Regions from separate parts of the Zea mays genome. Here region 2 is linked to region 1. The links are chromatin contacts, called in public Hi-C maps. All regions are on one chromosome and are shown on one strand. Each heading gives the region's core, a stretch centred on a gene start, on an enhancer-like site or on the middle of the called end of the contact. The rest is flanking DNA. Distances are from core to core; before and after follow the strand shown.

Region 1 (4,149 bases), core at 1,344-3,843:
TTTCCAAATGGTTTCCGTGTAGCCGGAAAGCGTAGTCGATGTTGAAGCCGTTATAGTTTTTGTAACCATCTCTCTTAATTTTTTTATTCAAAATCGTAATTTGAGGTTTTTGAATTAAAACTTTGCATAACGTGCTGTGACCAACTTGTAGTTTTAAATGGTTAAAGAGAGGTCAATAGATAATTGTTTAAAATCTAATCGTTATTGACTTAGGGGAAAATTTATATTTGTACCTTAAGATGTCTGCGAAGTGTGCATATAGACGTGTAAAACATTATTTTACTTTATAGATTGTACTGTTTATATAAGTGTAAGTGGGATAGAGAGGCGAGGAGAACTAGCCCATGGCTGCCCAACCACAGGCGTCCACGCGCCGCATTTGTATTTTGAGTTCAACATGATACATATTACTTCCTTTCCATAAATGTTGGTTGTTCTCGGTTCTCAAAGTCAACCATTTTTTACTCTGACTATATTTATATAAAAAATACTAATATTTATAGTACATAATTAGTATCATTGATATATATTTGAATTTATTTTTATAGTAAAATTATTCTAAAATATAAATGTTGCTAATATATTTTATAAATCTAGTTAAACGATCGTCATGAATATTATAGTGACAAATATAAGTGAACGGAGGAAGTATAGCGATTAGGATATCTATTTATTAAAAAAGCTGTCGCGAGCGAACGGTGAGTCAGAGACATCTTAAATGTCTTTGGATGGTCGATACCAACCAAAGGTGAAAGGTGTGCGACGAGCGGCGCCGTGCGAGCGCCAAACGCCTCCGGCGCCGTCGGCTGACCAGGCGGACTCGCTCTCTGCTGTCTTGCGCGCGCGTGTACTCATCGACAGATCGATGGCAAGTCACAGAGCCGATCTCTCGCGCCATTGAAAAAAAAGTCAAAGCTCGCTGACGTCGAGCTGGTTTTGGCACTAATTAATTCCATATTGTGGCCATGAAATGAAATCATAAAACATTTTCTTCGCCGCAACGTGAGACCAAGTCCCGGGATCCAGGTCCAGGGTTATCAAACTATGGTACGGAATATATGCATACAATCAGTCATCACCACCTTCGCTTGCCAGTAACATATATTATCACCTAATACTACTAGTAACAATAATGAAAAACGATAGAAATAAAAAGAGGCACAAAACATTAGCAGCCTCCTACCTACCCACGTACATTTGACGAATGCAAACGGAGAAAGGTTTGTTTAAAAGAAGGAAAATTCATACTCTAACCAATCAATTAATTAATGAATCAGTAGCTACCAGCCTACCAGTGGCGGATGCCAACTTGTTTGCCCTCTCGCAACTGACCCACAAGCCAGCACGAATGACGAAACACGACGCGGAAAAAAAAACTCTAATAATACACTACGATTTGTTATTAGAAGAAAAAACAACTGACCCACAAGCGATGAGATTGCAGTAAAACTTAACCGGGTGTTGCTCGGTGAGGCACGGATGATTTCTCGAGTTGCTTGCACGCACAGCACTGCACGTCCGGACGGCAACGGCGAAGTGTCGTAATGGAATGGAACCGATCAGTAGAATTGAATTGTTGTGAGGTCAATAATCTAGAGATTTACAGGTCCGGGAAGTTGGGGCTGCTGAAGAACTCCAGCACGGAGAAGGTGGCCGGCGACGGCATGGTGGGCGTGGACAGCAGCAAGCTGCTGCGCGGGCTGGGGGCGAACGGCGCCTGGTCCAGCAGCCCGGCCGCGGCGGCGCGGGTGCCGGCGGAGGGGAGGAACGGGCTCAGCTCGCTCAGCCACGACAGGCAGCTCGGGTCGAACGGCATCGGCGAGAACAGCCCCGTGGAGGCCGCCGGAGGGAGCGCCGCGGGCGAGAGGATGCCGGGGCGGCCGGCGGGCGGGCCGAGGGCCGCGGAGAGGCTGTCCATGTCCGCCGAACCGGGCAGGAAGAAGCCGTCGTCGTTGGTGGCGCCGAAGTAGGGAGGAACGGCCGCCGGCGCGTGGTGCGGCGGCAGCGGGCGGACGGACCTCTCGATGGCGGCCAGCCGCGCTGCAGGGGACAGCGCGGCGGTGGGCGAGAGGAGGAACTCCCGCGGCTCGAACTCCATCGCCGCCGGGTGCGAGGGCCCCGCCGCGGCGGCGGCGGCGTCGAATTGGGCCTGCGAGGTGGAGCCCGGGCCGGTGAGGCGCTGGACCAGCGCCATGAAGTCCCCCGGCTTGGTGTGGATCACCTTGGGCGAGGCGTCGTAGATGATGACCGGCTGCCGCCCCTGCTGCTGCTGCTGCTGGTGGTACTGGTGCTGCTGCTGCTGCAGCTGCGCGGCCGGCTGCTGGTGCTGGTGCTGCTGCCGCTGCGGCGCGACGGGCGGCTTCCTGACCTTGTGCGAGTCCTTGCTGACGGCGAGCCGCGGCGGGCGCGGGCCCTGCAGCTGCCGGCTCCGCGGCGACGAGCGGTCGCCCGAGGACGCATCCATGTGCGGGGTTTGCAGCAGGCGGGCGGCAGCTGAGGGGAGCGGGAGGAGACGGCGAGCCGGAGCTAGAGGACGCAAGCCGTACGGGCTTTGTAGCTGCGGCCCGGCGGAGGAGGGGAGAGAGGCGGGTGGAATGGTTCAACGCGAGGAGGAAGAGAGCGAGGAGCCGGTCTCCATGTGTGCTGTTGACGACGGCCGACGGGTACCGAAAAGTCGACGGGCTAGGCTGGCTAGCCCAGCCCAGCCCAACCCAACCCAACCGTCTCGCTCTAAATGCTGGCCACTGCTCTATGATTGAGAGGGTCGCTCGCTTTGGAAAGGATGATTAGTTTAATTAACCTATGGATTACGGTGGTGCGTAGCTGAGCAAACCTAAAGCAGCTCGTCATTGATTTCATCCTTGACGACTTTCTTGTACTCGTCTTTGCGGCAGGCGCACCTCGGTCGGCTGAACCTGAACTGAACACGGCAGCGACCTGGATTTGGCTTGATGCACTTTTAGTGCTGCTACTAGCGCTGCCCTCATAGGTAATGAGACAAACCAAGAGAATGACATTCTCGGTGGCCATTTTATGAGAGTATTATTTTTATTAAATGACATGCTACGTAGACAAGCAGAATAATACGACATACAGTTTAACAATAAGAGACACGAGAGACTTTTATAAGGATGAAACTCGTGTACACCGTTTTCTAGACAAATATTGATATGACATTTTAAAAACAGTACGATAAAGCTGTGTATTGAGAATGGTCTAATAAGGTGTATTTTGGCTGAGTCATAATTTAAAGTATTTTTTTGTATGATAACATTATCTAAGACTCTAAATATAAATATTATAAACAATGTATTCCATGACAAACCATAAGGCCCACACCAAGGCGATCGCTCTGACCATATCTATTTCTATTGCTTGCTGATAGTTTATCCAAAATGATACCTGGCAAGGAAACATGGATGATTCTCTGTTTTCTTTAGGGCTACTGTTGGAAAGGTACAAGACGTTAAGACAATGCTGATGGTTTTTGAAAAGGGCTCTGGGCAACTGATCAACAAGGAAAATTGCTTCGTTCTTTTCTAGAATAATGCATACTTTGAGATGAAAGGTATGCTCAAGGAAATTCTAATTTCTACCAACTACTGAAGGCAGCTTTCGTACAACGATATCTTCAACTCTCGTTACAAGACGGAACAATCAAAAGAGAAGCCTTCCAATCAAATGAGTACCAAGCGACATGGCGTGACTGGGTCACGCCAGGGCTGGTGGCCTTCCAACAAGATTGCTAGCACAACAACATTAATCGTGCCACATATGGTGGCGTGACCATATTGCCGAGTTGCACCATGGCTTTTGATGTGACCAAGGTCTTGTTTGGTTATTTTACACCATATAAATTGGAGAAAATTGGGAAAAAAGAATGGCGTTGAGCATCATATTTGACACTTGGGCACGACTGGACGGTCTGACCATGTGGATCGGATGATCCACGAAACTCATGATCAGATTAACTCGAGCGATCATATTTATCCCGCACATTCTTATCCATCTAATCACATGAGATCTGTTGGATCTCGCCTAGGAATAGTTCCAAACCTTCTTTTCTACAAATATAAAGGGGTACGACCGATTGAAAACCCTGAATACATTTCAATTGAATAAATCTATTTACTTTCTTTATCATTTATG
Region 2 (3,763 bases), core at 382-2,881, 350 kb after region 1:
ATCAGGAAGGATGAAAAAGCAAAATGAGCTCACAGTGGTCTATCAAAGCAGCAGCTCTATTATTGCACAACAACAGTTCACAGTCTGAATGTACTGACCGTATGGCATATCCTCCTCCATGACCCTCGAGATCATGTCTGGATCTGAAGCATAAGGAGCGTAATATTTCTGTGCCCACGGGTGTGGATGGTCAGGTATCTGATACCGAGCTTCGGCGCACCAAGGTCGAGCAGACGGAAGGATCGTGGCAAGAAATGTTGCTGTCCGGAGCAAACGTCCGACTGCCATAGTGAACATATACCTCGAGCCTATTCCGAGTCCAGGACCTCTGATGCAGTCGAACAGTGCCGAAAACGCCAACATGATGAACATCATCAGGTAATGATGAAGGGTGATGATGCGAGCTTTCAGTAGATCGACCACTGTTCGAGGAAGTTTCCCGCTCAATGCTAGGAGCATCCACTGGCCAGTGTCAGGAAGAGGAGCGGTAGATCTGTTGATAGCAGTGGATCTCTGTCAGTAGCTTTTTCTGATATATATTGAACAGTCCAGTGTTTCAGATGAGCATACTATTTTATTGCGCTGAAATATGTAGACTATACAGGGGAAGATGATGATAAAAAAAGACAAAAAAAATGGTCTGTTTCTGGCTCCATCACTATAGGTTGAGGAGTAGTTCTTGTCTGCACCTATGTTTTTTAAAGGAATATAAAACTTCAACCTAGAACATCCACGAATGAATGAGTACAATCATTAAATACAGACATGTACCACTTATTACTTAGACTATACTTTACCACAAGGCACAAGTAATAAAATTTGAAGACACGGGACGATTAATAAACTAGACCTAAGTATGCACCTACGAGTATGTATTTATACAGGCATGCACCGAATGCTGCCATAGCACCTACTATGTATAAGGCAGTGGATTTCATTGCCATAACAACCAACGTCCAAAATGACAAGTTTTCACTTGCTAGGACTATTTCCCAAGCCATACTCCTTTGAAATTTTCGATAAAAATAACTATGATTATATACACGTAGTGAGTAGTGACAAATACAGTCCGCGGTTAAAAGACAACGTCAACGTCGCCAATCCACCATGGATGGATGTAATGTAATCACGCATTTGCGTAGGGAAAATTCTGAAATGTTCAAATATTTGGTCGATCGGTTTCGCATCGCGCGCATCAGTCACGAGAAAGGAAAGGAGCTGACCGGTGCCACTGCAGGCCGAGGACGGTGCTGACGAAGCGGACGGAGATGGCCTCGCAGAGCAGCGCGGCGAGCATGAACGCCATGGCGGCGAAGAACCGCGGGGCGGCGCGGACCTCGGCGCCCCAGCGCCGGTAGAACGGCGCGCGCGCGGCGGTGGCGAGCGCCAGCGCCGCCCAGAGCGCCGGCCGCAGCCGCCCGTGCCAGACGGGGGACAGGTGCTGCATGTAGTCGACGCCCACGTACGCGGCGGCGGCCAGCGGCAGGCCGCCCGACGCGAAGGCGGGTCGTCGCCAGAGACCGCATGCTGCCCAACGCCGGGGCGGGGGCGCGGGCCTCTTCGGCTTCGGCTTTGCCATATCTCCCGAATGAAGTTTTGGAGAGACGGGACGGGAGCTTGTCCCGGGCTAGGCTAGGCCATGTTGTCGATTACGATTGGGAATTCGGAATTGATGGTTGCTGTAAATAGTCACTGCATGTGTAAATATAGCAGTCTCACACGTACCTCAAGCTAGAGCAGGTTTTTAGTGATTTTGGGATATTTCTTTTGCTGAGAACGCTCGACTTTGATGAGAAAAAATTGTTCTTGATTGAAGAAAATGTATTTTGAGAAGAAGAAAAATATACTCAGTGCAGGCTGCAGCCTAGTTTTAAGGATCAATGTGCGTAGCATGACAGACAGGAGCATGTCCAACGCTTTTTATATATTCTGCTTCGGTGCTTCCTCGATCGTCTTTCTTCCCCTCGCTCGGATCCAAAATGTCGAGTGAAGTAGGCAAACGGGCCCTGAGTCTTCTGAATCTGCTGGACCGTTCAAGTCTGTGGAAGCTGTCGTCCGCTTGGTGGTAACGCACCATGCAGGTCGATCGAGCGTCCGTTAGAGCTTGTTGCTCTGGGTTGGGCCGGATTTTGAGTTGAATCCAGAAGGACCATAGCAGATGGGCCAAGCCCAGTTAAGCCGCGCGGGTTGAAGAGTTCCTTTCCTTTCCTTTCCTTCGTTCCCGTGGGCGTAACCCCGTCTAGGAGCAGAAAGCAACAGCGTGAAACAAAACAAGTCGATCGACCGTGCTGATCTGATGCTCCTGGTCCCGTTCATCAGTCACTCCCTCCTCATGTGCTGCCAGCTGCGATGGTGGCTGTCACCTGGATCGGTTCATGTGCCGGCCACCGGATCGAATTCTAGAACTGCCAGCTCTCGCTCGCTCCCCATCACGCGCACGCTCACCTCGTCACCTCGCATGTGCTTCCCTCCCTCCTTCCTCCCCCGGCACACACACACACAAACTCCCAAAGCCAACGATGAGCCGTCCGTCCTCATTCGGGGGAGTCAAAGACGAGGGGATGCTGTGTTGCACATGGGGGTAAAAAAAAATTGGAGAATGAGATAAAAGAAAGGGGTGAGCACGAGGGCTGGCTTGTTATCCAGCAAATGCCCGGATGCTTGCATGCCAGTAGCTCTAATCCTGCTCCCGGCATCCGGACCTCGCCCCCACATGCACACCAGTAGCTTTATTTCTGCCAAGCAGGCAGAGTGCGTGTATAATATGATGGCCGGCTATCTACATGGCTCCATGAGAGGAATGTGTTAAGGTGTATTCTCTACGCAAGCCAGTTAATTAATAAGGAATCAGTGTAGTGTTAATCCTAACCGTTTGATTAATCCGCGTCCTTAGCCGGGGCTATCCTAATCGCTGGAAGTCACACGCCGCCATATATACGAGATTACGGGAGCGGCGGGTTTAGCCCACGCTAATCCTTTGACCATAAACCCTAATCCACATTCTCACAGAGCCCCCAAAGAGCCCCCAACGAATAGACGTGCGTAGTGACTCGCACTAGAAGATCTGCAACTTGAAGATGGCGGACGCGACGGACTCCACGGTCGCACCCCAACGGGCACGGGCCCAATCCCCCTCCTCTGCAGGGCAGTGGTGGCGCCAGCAGCTATGAGTATACATGTCCAGATGGGTCGGACTTGCTGGTCGGCACAGATTTGGCTCGGTCCGAACCCTGCACAACACGCAAGCCAATGTCGGCCTGGCCCGATCACCGGGTAGTGCCTAGGCCTAAGCGTGGCACGACGGGTTAGACTCGACATAGCCCGGTTTAATTTTTCCCCATTTTTCATACATATACATATATTATACTTGAATATAGAGTACAAAACACTAGAAACATGTGTTTGTGTTGGTTACGTGGGTGTGAATAGATGTTTGTAGCTAACAATTATGGTTGAAACCCTCACATATACATATTTTAGCATATTTGTATCATTTAAATGTCATATGCTGTTATGGGCCCGTTAGGCCTGTCGGGTCGTAGCCCGGGCCGACATGGTTATTAACCTAGCGAACCGAGCCTAAACCTCGATCGGGGCAAATGGTTTGGCACGTCATGGCCCGCTACCTAATACGGGCCAATCCGTGTCGTCGCTAGCTGTGCACGGGCCGTCCTGCCCATTTAGACATCTATAGCCATGAGGATCCGCCACCACCAACGCGGCAGAACACGGCGGGAGGAAGAGATGGCCACGAAGGAGGGAG

What was found. A called contact is a pair of places that touch in the nucleus more often than the background predicts.
Region 2: a Hi-C map of bundle sheath shows a contact between it and region 1, with 2.8 times the contacts expected there. The contact joins the promoter of LOC103654181 here to the promoter of LOC100384130 in region 1. A contact is called at or near these places in 7 of 25 Hi-C or Micro-C datasets (bundle sheath, ear, endosperm and 3 more).

The regions. Positions count from the first base shown.
Region 1 is chr5:174,191,461-174,195,609 of Zm-B73-REFERENCE-NAM-5.0, forward strand. It overlaps LOC100384130, which reads right to left and starts at 2,594. Exons shown (of 1, transcript NM_001176712.2): 1 at 1,091-2,594. The coding sequence starts at 2,464. The coding sequence ends at 1,601. LOC103627260 (Transducin/WD40 repeat-like superfamily protein) reads left to right here. Exons shown (of 9, transcript XM_008647547.4): 9 at 1-21.
Region 2 is chr5:174,545,727-174,549,489 of Zm-B73-REFERENCE-NAM-5.0, forward strand. It overlaps LOC103654181, which reads right to left and starts at 1,632. Exons shown (of 4, transcript XM_008681009.3): 1 at 1,224-1,632; 2 at 99-493. The coding sequence starts at 1,579.